Regions from separate parts of the Mus musculus genome. Here region 2 is linked to region 1. A link is a contact called in public Hi-C data. All regions are on one chromosome and are shown on one strand. The core of a region is the stretch at or near the end of the contact, and the rest is flanking DNA. Distances in the headings are between cores, read along the strand shown. Region 1 holds the start of Mob2 (MOB kinase activator 2). Region 2 overlaps Gm32786 (a long non-coding RNA gene).

Region 1 (7,892 bases), core at 2,210-4,709:
ACTTCCATGTACCCAACACTCAAGTGTTTTGTTTTGTTTTGTTTTGTTTTACAGAAGAAAACATGAGGGCTGAAGAGATGGCTCAGTGGTTAAGAGCACTGACTGCTTTTTCAGAGGCCCTGAGTTCAATTCCCAGCAACCACATGAGCCATCTGTAATGGGATATGATGCCCTCTTCTGGTGTGTCTGAAGACAGCGACAGTGTACTCAAATAAAATAAAATAAAATAAATAAATCTTTAAAGAAGAAAAAGAAGAAGGAGAAGGAGAAGAAGGAGAAGACATGAAGGTGAGAGGGAGGAGTAATGGAGACCTCTAAGGGATGGGGGGTGGGGATTTTTAGTTGAATATGAAGATAAAATTTAGGCGTAAGAAATTATCAAAGAATAAAACATTATTTTAAAGAAAAACCACACATGCATTCACAGTCACAAAGAGCAAGCAAGCAAAAACATTACTCCTATAGAGAAATATAAGCCATCTTTAAAGTAGTGATGGCTTTTAATCTCAGCTACTTGGAAGGCTGAAGCAAGAAGAGACAAAAAGTTCAAAGCTGGCATAGCTTATAGAATGGGTTCAAAGCCAGCCTTACCAACTCATTGAAGTTCTGTCTGAAAATAAAGACATCTGGGGATACAGGGGTATAGTACTTGCCTAGTATGAACAAGACTTTGGGTTCAGTTTCTGGTACTGCAAACAAGAGTGTTGCTTGTTAAACATTCCATCACTAGGACATAGGGCTCCCAATCAGAAGGGTTGTAAAGTCCTGGGGTATCACACAGCATATGATCTGAAACTTCCCCCTTTGAACTAGGCATTTGGGTTGGCCTTCAGTGCAGTATCATCCATGGAATGAAGGCTATGGTTGAAACCAGGCAAGCTATACCAGCCAGTGGACCACAGTCCCAGTATGTTCAGTCACACCTCACTCTCCCCTATTTTCCACCTACACAGTGATTTCATGAAGGATCACTTATGCCCTATTTTGTAGACATTTATAAGATGTTTATGTGATCTATGTTGTAGTAACAGGTGAAATCCATATATGATGGTGGTCCCATAAGAGTTTAATGGAGCTGAAAACTCCTACTGATGTTACAACATCTTAAGTAATCCATCACTTCTGTTTGTGGTAGTACTGGTACAGATGATCTGTTTAGATACCCAGAACCCAGTGTTGTGGTTACCTACAGTGCAGTAACACACTATACAGATTTGTAACTCAGGAATAACAACCTACACCATGTAGCCTATGTGCAAAAGGCCATAACATCTAGGTCTGTGCTTGTTGACTTTAGAACATTTGTGTGACAAAACGGCATAACTAGGAAGTTCTCAGAATATATGTGCATCATGAGGCAACACATGACCAAATTATTATTCTCATTACAATGAAAAGGAAATAGGTCACGAATGTCAGTGCATGCCTTTAACCCCAACACTCAGGAGGCAGAGAGAGGCAGATCTCTCTGAGTTCAAGGTCAACCTAGTCTACAAAGCAAGTTCCAGGACAGCCAGAGCCATTACACAGGGAAACACTGTCTCAAAAAACAAAAGCAAAAAAGAAAGAAAAGAAAGGAAGAGGAAAGGGAAATCGAGGGCTGGAGAGAAGCCCAGAGTTTAACAGTGCTTGCTGCTCTTCTACAAGACTGGAGTTCAAGTCCCAGGACTCACACCGAGTAGTTCACAAATACTTGTAACTTTAGCTCCAGGAATTTGATGATCTCTTCTGGCTTCTGCAGGCAGCAAACATACATGGTACATATACACACCTACATTCATACCCACATACACACTCACACACACCTTTTTTTTTTAAATACATATAAGAAAAGAGATAGAGGCACAGGCCATTAAACAGCTCGTTCAACTGTCCCACATTAGAAACTGGAAGAGACTAGCACAACTCATGACACCCAATCTAGTGCAGCAGCTGATGGCAGATGGTGGCAGTCAAAAGCAGACTAGCTCACCAATGACTGATGCTCCTCGGAAGCAGTGGACAAGGCCACACTGCAAGGTAATCAGCTGACGTCTGGCTAAAGCAAAGTGATTATGGTGTGGGGAAGTCATCCAGTATGACTGGGCATCCATAGGAATAGAAACAGAGGAGAACACAGGCCTGATTTTTCTCCTCCTGATATGGTCTTGACTTGGGACTTTTCCCTCTCCAGATCTTTCATTATTATTTCAGTTTCATCTCAGGTATTTTTTGCTGATAAAACTGCAACCCCACCCACTCCCAGTGCCTGACTGTTCATGCTATAAAGAAGGAATGGACTGGACATTTCCCAGCATCCTGGAATGGTTCTTTGGGGAAGGTGAATCCCATTTCAAGTATATGACAGCTGTATTACAGCAGGCAGTTGGCCTGAAGGTGTTATCTGTCTGGTGCCTGATATTCATGACACTCTATTGAAGACACTAGTGAGTTAGGTTGTTGTGATCCTTCTGCTCAACTGTGTGCTCCTGCAAGCATCTCTCCAGTGTAGAGAATAGAGAGTCAGCCTTTCAAAAAGTATTCAATGAGTTCCTAGTACTGGTCAGGCTCTGGAAAGAGCGGACAATAGGAGAGATACCCTGGATCATGAAGAGACTTACTCGCTGGAGAGAAGTATCCTGGATAATAGAGGCTCACCCAGGAGCCAGAGGGTACAGCACATAGAGGAAGGGAACAGATGGGGATTGAAGGGGACAATCATGTCCACTGGGGCGGGCAGCTGGGATGCAAATGAACGGCCAGCAAAGCTAAGGGACACAGAAGAGGCAAGTGTGGTCAGAACAGTTCTGGCAGAGGCACTAGGTGTGGGCAAAAGATGATAACAGTGGGAAGATGGACATCAGGAGGGATGTAAGCAGCAAGGGGTGAGGCACTGCAGAGGAAAGGAACACATCCTGCAGAGCAGAGGAACTCCGATGTTCCAGCCTGGGGGGTCTGGATACTCCCAGGTCTGGGATACTGGGGTCAGGGATACTCAGGTCCCAGGAACTTCAGACTCCCACGGGTCTGTGCATTCCACAGATTCAGGCACGCTGGTGGTAAGGTTCACTCCTGGGGTCAAGGCACTCTATAGTGTCCTAACACTAGAGGTGTGCAACACCGGGGTCACTCTAGAGACACCGGGGGTGTGATACTCCAGGATCCAGGGCACTGCGCAATGACAGGCAGTTTGCGAGTCCGAGGCACTCTGGAGTTCCGGGCGTCTGGGTTTCTGGGGCCCTCTGAAGTTATTCTCACTCTGGTGATCCAGAAACTCTGGATGGTCTTCAGATACAGGATGCTCCTGGGTCTCGAAGCCCCGAGGTTGGCGATGGGGAAAGGTCCTGACACTCCAGAACAGGTACTCGGGACATCGCCGCAGGGGCCGCTGGGACTACGCGTCCCAGCAAGCCGTGCGCGCGTCACGTCCGGCAGCGGGCGGGAGCCATCGAGTGTTTACTTCCGGCCGCCGGCGGGGCTGAGGCCGAGCGAGGCGCGGGCTCCGCGCAGCCATGGACTGGCTCATGGGGTGAGTGGCGGAGGACGGCGTAGCGCGGCGCTGCGCGGGGCGGCGGCGAACGTAGGGAGCGTAGGGCGGCGGGCAGCGGGTTCCAGGAGGGGCCGGGGCACGGAAGGACGGCCAGCCGCTGCGGGGTGCTGGGAGGCCGGGCAGGCGGCCGGCCGGCCGGCCGGCGGGAGAGAGGCCCGGTCCCCGAGGCGCTGTCCCGAGAGGCCGCGGTCCCTCGCCGCGAATCGACGGGCCGCGAGTCGGGCACCTGGCACTGTCGGTCGTCGGTCTTCGCGGGGCCTGCGAAAGTTCTTCCGCCCAAGTGACTTTCTTCCAATTTACTTTTGAGGAGAGTGAGAGGCGGGCGCTCCTAGCCGCGCGCGCTCTCCCGGCGGCTCGGTTCTCGACCCTGTGGCGGTGTCCGCGGCCCTGCTGTGGGGTCCGTATAATCCTGCTGGACCACAGAGAGAGCCGGCCTTCGGCTTCGGCAGTACGAGGGCTGCGCGGGACTCTGGAGATAGAAGCGGGGAAGGCGGAGGAAAGTGTAGTGGTGGCACTGTCAGGACGTCTGAGGCTGTTTGACCTCCCAGTGCTGCAACCTAGGGAGACAGCGGACTAAGTGAGCAGCCCCAGGGATAATCAAGAGACTAAGGGAGGCCGGGAGCCACATAGTGCCACTCAGGACGTTAAGTGTGGGTGACACGGGGGACTAGGCGGAGGCTCATCTTATTTCTTCAAGAGGAAGCCCTGTCACTGGTTCCTATCTGCTTCCTAGCTATGTGGTCCTCTCTAGACTTTTTTGTAATGGATCGTCTGTCAGATGGAAGCTGTGAAATCTGCAGTACAGGTTTACTGAAGGGTTAACTGAGGTAAGGGCCAGCACATGTTTTGCATATGGTAAGCTTGGCAGATGTTATGTCCTGGCCTTTAACAAGGTCTCTGAAGCCCAGGGGTTTTAAGCATAGGACACATATTTGAAACCAGCCTATTCCAGACCATTCTTCCTTTGTGCACTTGTGGAGAGGGCCAGCACTTGACTATAACTTGGCCAAGGTATGGTTTCACTGCAAGTGAACTAGATCTGTCAGCTTGGTGACTGAGGAAGCTGACCACTGCTGTATGTGTAATTTTTCCAGGCTCATACCCATCCAGGTGCTTTTTGCTTGGAGGCTGACCAGAAGCCAGTCGTTAAACTCCTCTGTCCCTCTTTCATAGTATTACTATAAAAGTAGGAAGAATGGAAGTTGCAGAGTGAGCCTTCAGAGGACATCCCCCCGCGCCCCCCCCCCCCCATCTACTCCACTTTGTCTTCTGATCCCTGGTGAGAGCTGACAAAGTAGTCGGGAGTGAAGCCATTTTTTGCTTCAGAGTACCCACTGTTTGCTCAGGGCTGAAACTCTCTCTGTAATTAACCATTTAAGTAGTTTTTCTGTCTGGAAGAATAGGACAAATGTATCATCTTTTATTGTGTCTTGGTCTTGGTCTTTTTCTTAATTCAGACCATCCGATATCAATGAGGGGTTTGGAATGTTTCAAGGTTTGTTTGTTTGCTTGCTTATGTTAAAGTAAAGGTTTTGTTAATTACTTCATGTTGGGTGAACCCAAGTATGGGTGCAAGAGTAGAGGTCTCTTACAGAAATTGTTAGAGCCAACAGGGAGGTCTACAGAAGTTTAAGTGGAAAGCTACATCTTTCTCTTAGTTGGGTGAGGATCACGCTGGGACTTTGAGCATCTCACAGCCTTATCTTTTGTGTTCCAGCTGCTCAGGAGGAAGGGAGGCCCTGCAGGGAAGCATGCTTTGGATAACCAGAGCAGAATTTGGCACGTTGGGACTTGATGGTAAACCTGCTGGGACTTTTCTGGAGAATGTTGTAGGTGTGGCTCTTAGCCACCTCTTGTCCTGTAGGTTTCCTCTGCTTGGAGAAGCTTTGAGCTTGTTAAGCAGTATATATAGTCAGGCTCCCTTCATTCTTTATTAGAAAGGGTTACAATTTTTGTGTAGTGGGTGTTTGTTCTGTTATGGACAACCACGTGCAGGGTAACACCCAGGGGAAGCTGCTCAGGATTTGGAAGAGAGAACCCCAACATGTTATGGGATACTTTAGGCAACACTTGAATCTTTTCTGGGGTAAGCATTTAACCAGGAGGTCTGAGTGTAGTTTGAATTTTATCTAGCAGAAAGCACAGTCCAGAAGCCCCTTGGAGTCAAAAGAACATATTTTCTCCTCTTCCCACTGATGATAGTGAGTTTTCCCTCCTGCCTGGCCACCTTAACTGAACCTCTTCCCTCTCCAGTAGTCTCTCTCCAGCCTGCTACTGAGGCTCCCTTTCCGGGTGCACCTGACTCTTATGAAGCCTTTAGATCTCTCCAGTACAGGTAGAAAGAGATGAAACCTGGTGTAGGCCATTTGATACAGTGTATATTTGAAGGTCTACTCTTGCTCAGCTAACAGATAAAGCTAAATGGCCTCAGGCCTTCCAGCCTGTCTGGGGCAGCCTTTAGCAGTCCTGTACTCTGAGCAGTTGAGTGTAGGTGTTTGCAAGGTTGGCATAGGGGTGAAAGGTTTTATCTTCTGGGAAAGTATATCTGGTGACTGACACCTGACTGGTAAGAGTCTGTAGGTTTTATTTGAACAGCCTCATGTGGTATCATTTACATACCACTAAGTTTGCTTGTTTTAAGTATATGATTAGGTAATTTTTAATAAAATTATAGACTTGTTTCTTTGACCATGATTTAATTTACTTTAAAGTGTATGTGTGTGTTCCTATGGGTGGAACCCAGGGCCTTAAGTATGTTGGGCAAGCACCTTACCATGGAGCCATCTTCTCAGCTCAATGGAACATTAACATTACTCTTTGGAGAGCCCTCTGGTTGCTGCAGATGCCCACCTCTGCGAGAGGCAGCACCAATCTGTTTTATTCCATTATTATGTGTAAATGGAGTCATGAGATCTGGTGTGTGATGGATTCAGTGGTAGGTGTCGGCAATGACGTCCGTTTGTTACTCCACTGGACATTGTGAAGAGGCCTGCATATTCTGTTTCTCCCTTTACCTTTGGGTAGAGGTGGTTGTGGAAAATTTGCAGGCATGACTGATGATGCTGTAACCCAGTCTTTTAAAACTGAATTGTACTACTTCCCAGCCAAGGATTCTGAGCCCACCTATGCCGAGGGCAAGGCTTCTGAAGACTCCAAGGTCAGTGCTTTGAGGGCTAAGGCTGGCAGAGGAGGACAGGACAAGCACAGTGGAAGGATCAGAGATCTGAGGAAGGGAGGGAGTGAGTGAGTGAGTGAGGGAGGGATATGAAGTAGAGCATAGGGACCTTCTTAAAGGATTGTGGTACAGTAAGTGGAGAGGTACCTGCAAGAGGCCTAGAGGCACGATGAAGGTCCCATCCCTTGCAGCCAGGCTCTCCAGTGGATGGCTCCTCTGGAAGATGTGATTCTAGGAATAACCTCATGAATAGCCTCTTTCCATGAGAGGCTGCCCAGGTGAACATCTGGGTTGGGTTTGCAAAGGTGTGTGCTTTGGGTCTCTTGTGTTCCCACTCCCTTTTTAAAAAGTAGTGGTCATGAATGCTGTGTACTTCAGGACACTCTGAACAACACTTCATTTCTCTTGTTTGCTTAGAGTATCCCCTAGGAGTTCATGCAAGCATTGCCAAGCTGGCCAGCAGTGAGCAGGGTGAGGCCAGTGTTGTATTGCACAAGAGTCCTGTTGACTGGGGACAGTTGGGTGGTACTCCTGTGTTTTCCTATAAAGGTGTGCCTGAGCATAGTGTGAGGCTAGTGGTTAATATCCTTAGCGGGTCCTTAGTCTAGCTGTTGGCTGGTGCTACCATACTCTGTACCTGCTCAGCAAGGCATCTTCCCAAGCTGCCTCCAGAACTTGCTATCATTGTTGCTTGTCATATGACAGTTGAGAGTGTGCTTGCAAGACTTCCTCTCATCTGGTATAGCAAGGTTTTGAAGGCCAGCTCAGTGGGGAACTCCCATAACAGTGGTCCTGGTAGCCCAACATTTCCTGTATCTTCCTTGCATTGGCTATGGAAACAGAAACACTCAAACCCCACTTCCTGTGTTTGTGTAGACATGCTGTACAACCTGAGGTCCTTCAGCCTAAAGGGTTGGCAGGGTGGGCAGACCCATATCCTGGTGGGCACCATTTGCTCTCTGTTGCTCTGCTGTGTAACTAAAAATGCTGGGGTGAGGTGGTTAGGCATTTCCTGCTAGGGATTTTAGTGCATCCTGCCTGTTGTGGGCTAGTCTGGCAGAAGAAGGTGTGAGCTGCTCCTGCCTGCCTTGCCAGAAGTTCCTCCCGCTCTGTGCCTACCTCCTGTTTGTTTTTCTTCTGCACAGGATTTCTCAGCTGGGGCACACCCACTGGTGTTCACTGTAGCTC
Region 2 (7,892 bases), core at 3,357-5,856, 71 kb before region 1:
TTGACAGATTTAAATAGGTGATAGATGAAATAGGTAGGTAATAGATATATAGATGAGATAATGATGAATAGATGATAGTCACTCCACATTATTAGATACTCATTATAGTAGCATTCCACCTCCAAATGCCATACTCTATATTACTATCTGATAACTACAGAATTATGGTACAACTTGTCTCAGAAATATATTACCAACATCAGTACTGGGTGTCCATCTCAGTATTACAGACAAGCATGGGGTTGTTAGTGGTTCATCTGGAGGCTCTGAAGGAAAGTCTATTCTCTGACTCTCTCAGCTCCTCATAGATGCTGATGATCCTTGGTATGGGATTCCCATCGCTGGACTCTTCAAGTCTCTCTGCTTTATCTACACCTTTTTGTCTCCCATTGGCATCAAATCTCTTTCTACTAAGAATGCACCTGAGTGCATATGGTCCATCCAGATAACCCAAGTGATACATTCTCAGTTTACAGAGACCTATAAAGGCTCTAATTACAAACTGGATAACTTTTACAGGTACCATAATGAGGGTGTCATTCTGGGGACATTAATGATTCTAACAAGTGAACCTAGGAGAAAATTCCAAACAGAGCTGGTATAGAACCTGGACATGATACTGTCACTCCCAAGTCACATGCAGTCAACAAAGGGCAGGTGACTACCACTCAAGAGCATCTAGGAAGAAGAGACCAATGTTAACATAAACAAGGAAGAGATTAAATTTGGAAACCTAAGAAAAATCACCAGTGCATGCAGTTAGCAGAAAGAAACAAACAAAGAAATGGATACAACAAACAAAACCACACCAAGGAAACAGCCTGACGACACAAGGAAGTGAGCAAGAGCTCAGCAACACCCGGGGCAGGGGTATAAAGACCCAGCAGGCTCAGGAGGCTCCACATCTGCACACTTCCTCTCCACCTGCTCCTCTGACCTACTCCATCCTCAACCAAACTCCAGAACCATGACCTGCTGTGGCTGTTCAGGAGGCTGTGGCTCCAGCTGTGGGGGCTGTGGCTGCAGCTGTGGGGGCTGTGGCTCCAGCTGTTGTAAGCCTGTGTGCTGCTGCAAGCCTGTGTGCTGCTGTGTGCCAGCCTGTTCCTGCTCCAGCTGTGGGGGCTGCAAGGGAGGCTGTGGCTCCTGTGGGGGCTGCAAGGGAGGCTGTGGCTCCTGTGGGGGATGCAAGGGGGGCTGTGGTTCCTGTGGGGGCTGCAAGGGAGGCTGTGGCTCCTGTGGGGGCTGCAAGGGAGGCTGTGGCTCCTGTGGGGGCTGCAAGGGAGGCTGTAGCTCCTGTGGGGGCTGCAAATCTAGCTGCTGCCAATCCAGCTGTTGCAAGCCCTGCTGTTGCCAATCCAGCTGCTGCAAGCCCTGCTGCTGCGAATCCTGCTGCTGCAAGCCCTGCTGCTGCCAGTCCAGCTGCTGCAAGCCCTGCTGCTGCCAGTCCAGCTGCTGCAAGCCCTGCTGCTGCCAGTCCTGCTGCTGCAAGCCCTGCTGCTGCCAATCCTGCTGCTGCAAGCCCTGCTGCTGTGAATCCTGCTGCTGCAAGCCCTGCTGCTGCCAGTCCAGCTGCTGCAAGCCCTGCTGCTGCCAGTCCAGCTGCTGCAAGCCCTGCTGCTGCCAGTCCAGCTGCTGTGCTCCTGTGTGCTGCCAGTGCAAGATCTGAGATATCGAACGATCTAGTCATCAGCTGAGTTCTTCCATTCTCTTCGTTGGGGTAGGGTGGGGTAGGGTTGGCTGTTCTCACTGTTCACAAAGCACTCCCTCGGATATCACCCTGTTTCTCTGAGGTGCTCTTTCTCAGATATATGGCCTTCTCTACTACTCAGCCAAGGAGGTTAGTGGCCACAGGGACTTTCTGACTCTTCCTTGGCCAATGTCTACTCCTCCCAGATGTTTCATATTCGTGGTCCGCAGCACCTGGTGAAGGACTGGATTCTTAACAGGAAAAAGCCACACACTGGCCACATCATGCCACTTCCTCCTGCCAGCACAGTCCACACTGGTTCCTCCATCATGCCATTTTTATACCTGTCTCTTAGAACACATTAATATTTTCCTTTAATAAACTCATCTTTTCACGGCAAAATAATTCTCCTTTCAGTGTAATCCTTTCCTGTCCTTCTCTGTTTGTGTACTGAGGAATGGCAAGTTCACTGTCAGTAGGCTCCCGGGAGACTCCGGAGAAGGTCTGAGTGGCCACCAGGAGAGGGCAGTGCTTGCCCACCCTTTGATGCAGTGAAGAGGCTCCTCACAATCAGGTAGGTGATGTATGTATGGAAGAATACAGTCCCTCTGCATCTCAGAGTATTTCCAGTGTTTTCCTGAGAGGACTTCTCTGAGCCTCAGAGTCCTGGCCTCAGGTTACTCTGTTCTTTGCAGGGGAAATACATAGGGGTAGACATTATTCACCCCCCCCCCCCGAGGGAGGCTGAGGCCTTCTTTGGATGGTCTGGGGTCTCCCATCACCCTGCTTGGACCATCAATATTCTGTTAAACATGATTCTTGGCACCTCCTTCCCTGGAAGTGCCCAGTCAGGAAATAGTAGCTGAGTGTGCCATGCTGACCATACTGGACAGGAGACACAAGAGTCCAGAGTCCAAGAGTCCAGGCTCAGATTCCCTTTTGGAATGTACAGGATAAGAGACAGGGGCAGGCACTAGAGGAGAAAAGCAATGACCACAACATGGTCATTGTGGTAGATTCTGGCCAGTGACCACTGCTAGGGGTGACACAGGCCAGGGAGGACCTGGATCAGATTGGACCCACACATGGTAGAGCAGGTCAACAGGATCCTAAATCCTAAGTGAGGAGGGTGAGCCTTCCCCCCAGGAAGCCTAGGCCTCAAGGGATGCAAAGAAAGTATTAGAACCCTGCTCAGAGCATTGACCACTGCAGATGTTCTCGTGGGGCAACAGGTGGGAAAAGGGACACACAAGGAGCTCTCTATGTGCATGGCTGGCAGCAGACAAAAAGCCACTGTGTCAGACAGGAGATTGGCTTCAGAATCACACCTCATGACAGTGTCTAGCCATGTCCTCCAGCAGGACCCTGATGGTCCAAATGAGACTCAGGATGTCAGCAGAGAATGTTAACCAGATGTGGCCGGGTTGAGGACATCGGCCACATAGAAACAGAGAAGGCAACAGACTACATTTGGGGACAGACTATCTACTATCTCCAAAGAGGGCCACTGCCACCGTGGAGGGCAAGACCGCCTACTCAAACCTCAACCACTCACACCTTTGACTGTTCACTTCATGAATCCTAGTGTCTCTGTGTCATTGTCCAAGCCTGTCTCCCAGGGGAGGGGAGGAGGGGAGGGGAGGGATGAGCTCAGCCGCAAAGCTACCCTAGCCATCTAGGCACATCTGTGAAGACAAAGGCTCAGAGCTTACCTGGTTGCTACCCTTGATCCACAGGGTTTCTAGCCCAGTTCCTGAGTTTAGTGGGGACCCTACAGGTGAAGTCCAGAAAAGGAACTGGCGGTCTGTGGGCCCCTGCTTTCCAGATCCTCAGCTGCTATGACTGGTATGGGTCTCTAGATATTTTTTGGGTCTCTGGATATTTTTCTATCTTTGATGCTCACAGCCAGTGCATATCCCTGCAGCTAGACCCTCTTTGGGTCACACTAAAAGACAGATTTAGGGTCTGTTAAGATTTATTTTCAATTGGTAGAGTGCTTGAATTACAAACATGAGGGCCTGAGTTCAATCCCCAGAACCCACTATAAAAAAGCCAGGCTGAGCAGATAGCTCTGAGGTCAGAGCTGCTCTTACACAAGACTGAAGTTGAGTTTCCAGCTCCCATGTAGGAGGCTCACAACGACCTCAACCCCAGCTCCATGGGATCTGAAGCCTTTATCTAGCCTCCACAGGCACTCACACTCAGATATGTATTAGAACCACACACATATATATAAATTAAAGCAACATTCACCTCTCTCTCTCTCTTTCTCTCTGGTACATGCACATACACACAAATAAATAAAATAAAATATTTTTTATTTATATGAATACACTGCAGCTGTCTTCAGACACACACTAGAAGAGTGCATTGGATCCCATTTCAGATGGCTGTGAGCCACCATGTGGTTGTTGGGAATTGAACTCAGGACCTCTGGCAAAACAGTCAGTGCTCTTAACCGCTGAGCTGTCTCTCCAGCCCAAAATAAAATATTTTTAAAGTGAGGTGGTGTGGTGGCATGTGCTTGTAATTCCAGAGCTAGAGAGGTTGAGGGGAAAAGAGGACCCCTGGGACTCACTGGCCAGCTGGCCTAGCCTACTCAGAGAGTTCAAGACCCAAAAGAGAGTCTGTCTCAAAAACCAAGATGGACAGTTCCTGAGAAATGACAGCTTAGGCCTACACATGCACAGAAAGATAGATAGATACATAGGAAAGTAGGTAGGTAGGTAGGTAGGTAGGTAGGTAGGTAGGTAGGTAGGTAGGTAGATGACAGAACAGTGGATTCTGTATGGGGATACAGAGAGAAGATATTGTCTGAAGCCAAGGAGAGAGGAACTGGGAAATGCCAGCCCTGGAGCACCTCCATCTTGACCCTCCGGTCTCAGGTGCATGGGATAATGAGCCTCTGATCTTAAAGCCACCGGCTATATCGGTTGCTACAGTTGCTCCAGCCAGTTCCATGGGTATGATAAGAGCTAGACAGACCCAACTGGGGGAGGTCAGAATGGTGGGGTCAACCTGGTTCTACAATACAAAGTTGCACAGGCTGTGTTTGCAGAAGCTTCTGAAACACTGAGGTGATAAAACAAACAAACAAACAAACAAACAAACAAACTGTTTCATTCAGGATATAGCCACAGGTGAGCCGGGGTCTGAAGCTTGGGTAGATTCATCTCTCAGGTGTTAAGCTCATGTCTGAGACTGTGTAGGAATCCCCTCTTTGCCAAATCGCCAGGAGTACATCGCCCTCTAGGTCATTGGTTCTATTGAAATGAACTGGCCTAGTTTTTCCCACTCTCCCCTGTAGCCTCTACCCTCTTATCTGAGATTATTGAGGGCTGCAGATCCGGCTCAGATGTAATCTGGTCCTATGACTGGGCACAGGGCTGGTGACATACAGTATTCTTGGAAACAATGGTGTCAGCATGTCAGAAGCTATGATAGGACTGGCCGGAGAAGGTGGAAGAGGACTTTACATTCTCCCCAGGACAGCAGGAAGGTGCAGCTGGGCTGTCTCCTACCCCAGCAAGAAGAGAGAGACACATAAATAAAACAGTCTCAGGGAGGAAAGGTGATGCCTCCTCCATCAAGATAGCAGGTAGCCTTGATAGGTTCTCAGTCAGTTCACACCTAAGCTTACCACAGAGTACCACAACAGAGCAGTATTATTAGGTGGCATCTCTGTCCCCACAGAGACCTCACCCCTGGAAATGCCACTTTTCAAGTGGGCTGGAACCTGACTCTCCAAGGCAGACATAGCAGAGTGAATGCTGAGACTGTGAAGCCCTGATGGTATTCAGAGACCACTTAGACAGCAGGTGAGCTCATCCAGACTGAGGCTTGAGCCTCCAACCCCCTCCTTTTATTACTTTCTTTTCTGAAGCAAGTTTCCACATAACCCGGGCTGGCCTTGAGCTGACTGGGTAGCTGAGGATGACCGGGAACTCTTGACCATCCTGTATCCACTTCCCAAGTGCTAGGATTGCAGGTATGCACCCGTGATGGGTTTGAACCCTGCACTTCACACAAGGCAAGCAAGCACTTTACCAACTGAGCCATCATCTCCCTTCATCCTTATTTGAGTAGAAACACATGTGGTATCATTGGAGCAGCTCAGCCATGTTCAGCACATGTCCAGTATTTTGCAGTCAACCCCCTGCGGAACCCCTAACTGTTCCATCACTACTAAACCCCACCCGCATCAGCAGACTCTTCCCATCCTCCTGCATCCACCATCATGCTTCCTTGTCTCTGGGCTGCTTCTACTTCAGAAAGATTATGTAAGTGGAACCACAGATGTGGCCAATTGTGCCTGGCATTCCCACTGAGCAACATGTAGTGGGTTTTTATGAGGTGGTGGGAGGGGGGGTTGTTTTGTTTTGTGTTTAAGACAAGGTTTGGCTATGTACCCAAGCTGTCCTTGAATTTGCAATCATCCTGCCTGAGCCTCCCAAGTGATGGAATTATGAGTGATACTTGCTATTTTTCAATCTCATGACCTTACTCTTTGTGGGGAATCTCTCCACAGAGATCAGGGTTCACACTCCAATTCAGTTGCTAGGGTAAAAACTGCCTCTGCCCTTTATAACCCAGTATAACCCAATATAAAGGTGATATATTCCTTTAATTCCATATATATATATATATATGCCTAACAGTCATCTCAAGGTTGGCCTCAGGCTTACTGTGTAGCACAGGGTAGATTTGAATTCATAATCCTCCTGCCTCTAACTTCGCAATTTCTGGAATTACAGGCATGCACTACCAAGACCAGATTTCATGAAATGTTAAGTTCCAGAAAAATATATCTCAAGATTAAGATAAAAAAAGGATAAAAAGGATATGGAGAAGAAAGCTGGAGAGATGGCTCAGTTGATAAAGCACATGCCATATATGCATGAGGACCTGAATTTAGACCCCTAGAACCTAAGTGAAAAGCTGGGGATGCAGGCTCACATCTGTAATCCGAGCACTGGGAAAGCAGAGACAGGACACCCTGGAGCTCGCCAGTCAGTCCATCTAGCTAAATCAGTGAGTTCTGGGTACAGTGGAAAACCCTGTCTCAAAAAATAAGGTACACATACCTCTGGCCTTCACAGGGATATGCACAGATGCACGCATTAAGCCCTAACATGAGTGTGCACATACATACTCATATACCACACATGTCCACACACACATAAAAAGACATGAATAGAAGCATATCCCCCTCCTACCTGGAGGACCTTGGCATCCTAGTCCAGTGACAGCCATGGCAGCCCGTGTGCTTGGGTAAATTCTTATCCTCATGTCAGGAATGCTGTGGGTATTTCTGCCACAGGATGGGTCTTGATCCTGGCGACCAGTCCTCAATGTCTTTGGGTCTTCCTGAGCTTCCTGTGGGCCACTCACAAATCAGGGTGCCGATCTTTATCAGAACCTTCACTTCTTAGCATCTCATACACACCCCATCTTACTCTTAATGTCTTTATCAATGTTCCCCCAAATCAAGATGGCTCTCCAAAGGAAGTTGCAATCTCTGCACATGTTTCCATCTCTCAACCTGACATCCAGACCAGCCTCAGCAGGCTGGAGATTTTTTCAAATGGGAGCAAGTATTCAGGGAGTCCAGATGGGCTGACATGCATACTATAAAGGGTGCTTGCCTAGCTGCACAAACCCCTGGGTTTCATCTGCAGCACACTGTAAACATGGTATATTAGCACACGTCTAACCCGACACTTGGGAAGTGAAGACTGGAGGGTCAGAAGTTCAAGGTCATTCTCAGCTTCATAACAATTTAAGGCCCTCAAGAAAAAAAACTATAATCCTTGGATATTTCTGTAAGTCCATCTTGCCACTTCCCTCAAAGCTCACTGTGTCTAGAGGATTTCTCTGGGCTTCACTGGAGCAGGTGGTTGGGTTTGGTCTATGACACTGTGGTTGGTTGGTTGGTTGGTTGGTTGGTTGGTTGGTTGAGTCAGGGTTTCTCTCTGTAGCTGTCCTGGAACTCACTCTATAGATCAGTTCTACCAGCTCGAACTCGGAGATTCACTTGCCTCTGCTCCCAAGTGCTGAGCTAAAAGGTATTTGCCGCCAACACTTGGCCAAAGACAACTTCATCCCCAAAAATTTTAACCTGAAAATCAGTCAGTCGATTAGTTTACTGTAATTAAGTCCCTGTCCAAGTCAACAGAGAGGTACCTTGAGGAATCTGGCCACTGGA

Evidence for each region. Hi-C and Micro-C count contacts between places; a contact is called where the count stands out from the background.
Region 2: a Hi-C map of rod photoreceptor shows a contact between it and region 1, with 4 times the contacts expected there. The contact joins the enhancer-like site here to the promoter of Mob2 in region 1. A contact is called at or near these places in 18 of 39 promoter capture datasets (the 3T3-L1 cell line, 3T3-L1-derived adipocytes, the HPC-7 cell line and 13 more), 1 of 15 datasets of contacts at CTCF or cohesin (CD8 T cells), 10 of 484 Hi-C or Micro-C datasets (Th2 cells, cortical neurons, embryonic stem cells and 3 more), 4 of 115 datasets of contacts at active chromatin or transcription factors (embryonic forebrain, embryonic stem cells and intestinal villus epithelium) and 2 of 9 other capture datasets (adipose tissue and pancreatic islet).

The regions. Positions count from the first base shown.
Region 1 is chr7:142,056,601-142,064,492 of GRCm38.p6, reverse strand. Mob2 (MOB kinase activator 2) reads left to right here and starts at 3,459. Exons shown (of 5, transcript NM_028308.2): 1 at 3,459-3,508. The coding sequence starts at 3,492.
Region 2 is chr7:142,129,110-142,137,001 of GRCm38.p6, reverse strand. Gm32786 (a long non-coding RNA gene) reads right to left here. Exons shown (of 7, transcript XR_870057.3): 6 at 6,904-7,892. Gm39115 (predicted gene, 39115) reads left to right here and starts at 919. Exons shown (of 1, transcript NM_001347556.1): 1 at 919-2,059. The coding sequence starts at 968. The coding sequence ends at 1,666. Within about 2 kb of position 4,606, at least 3 of the 459 cell types and tissues checked have an H3K27ac peak or open chromatin away from gene starts, as enhancers often do. A contact at or near this core is called in rod photoreceptor, where this site is marked.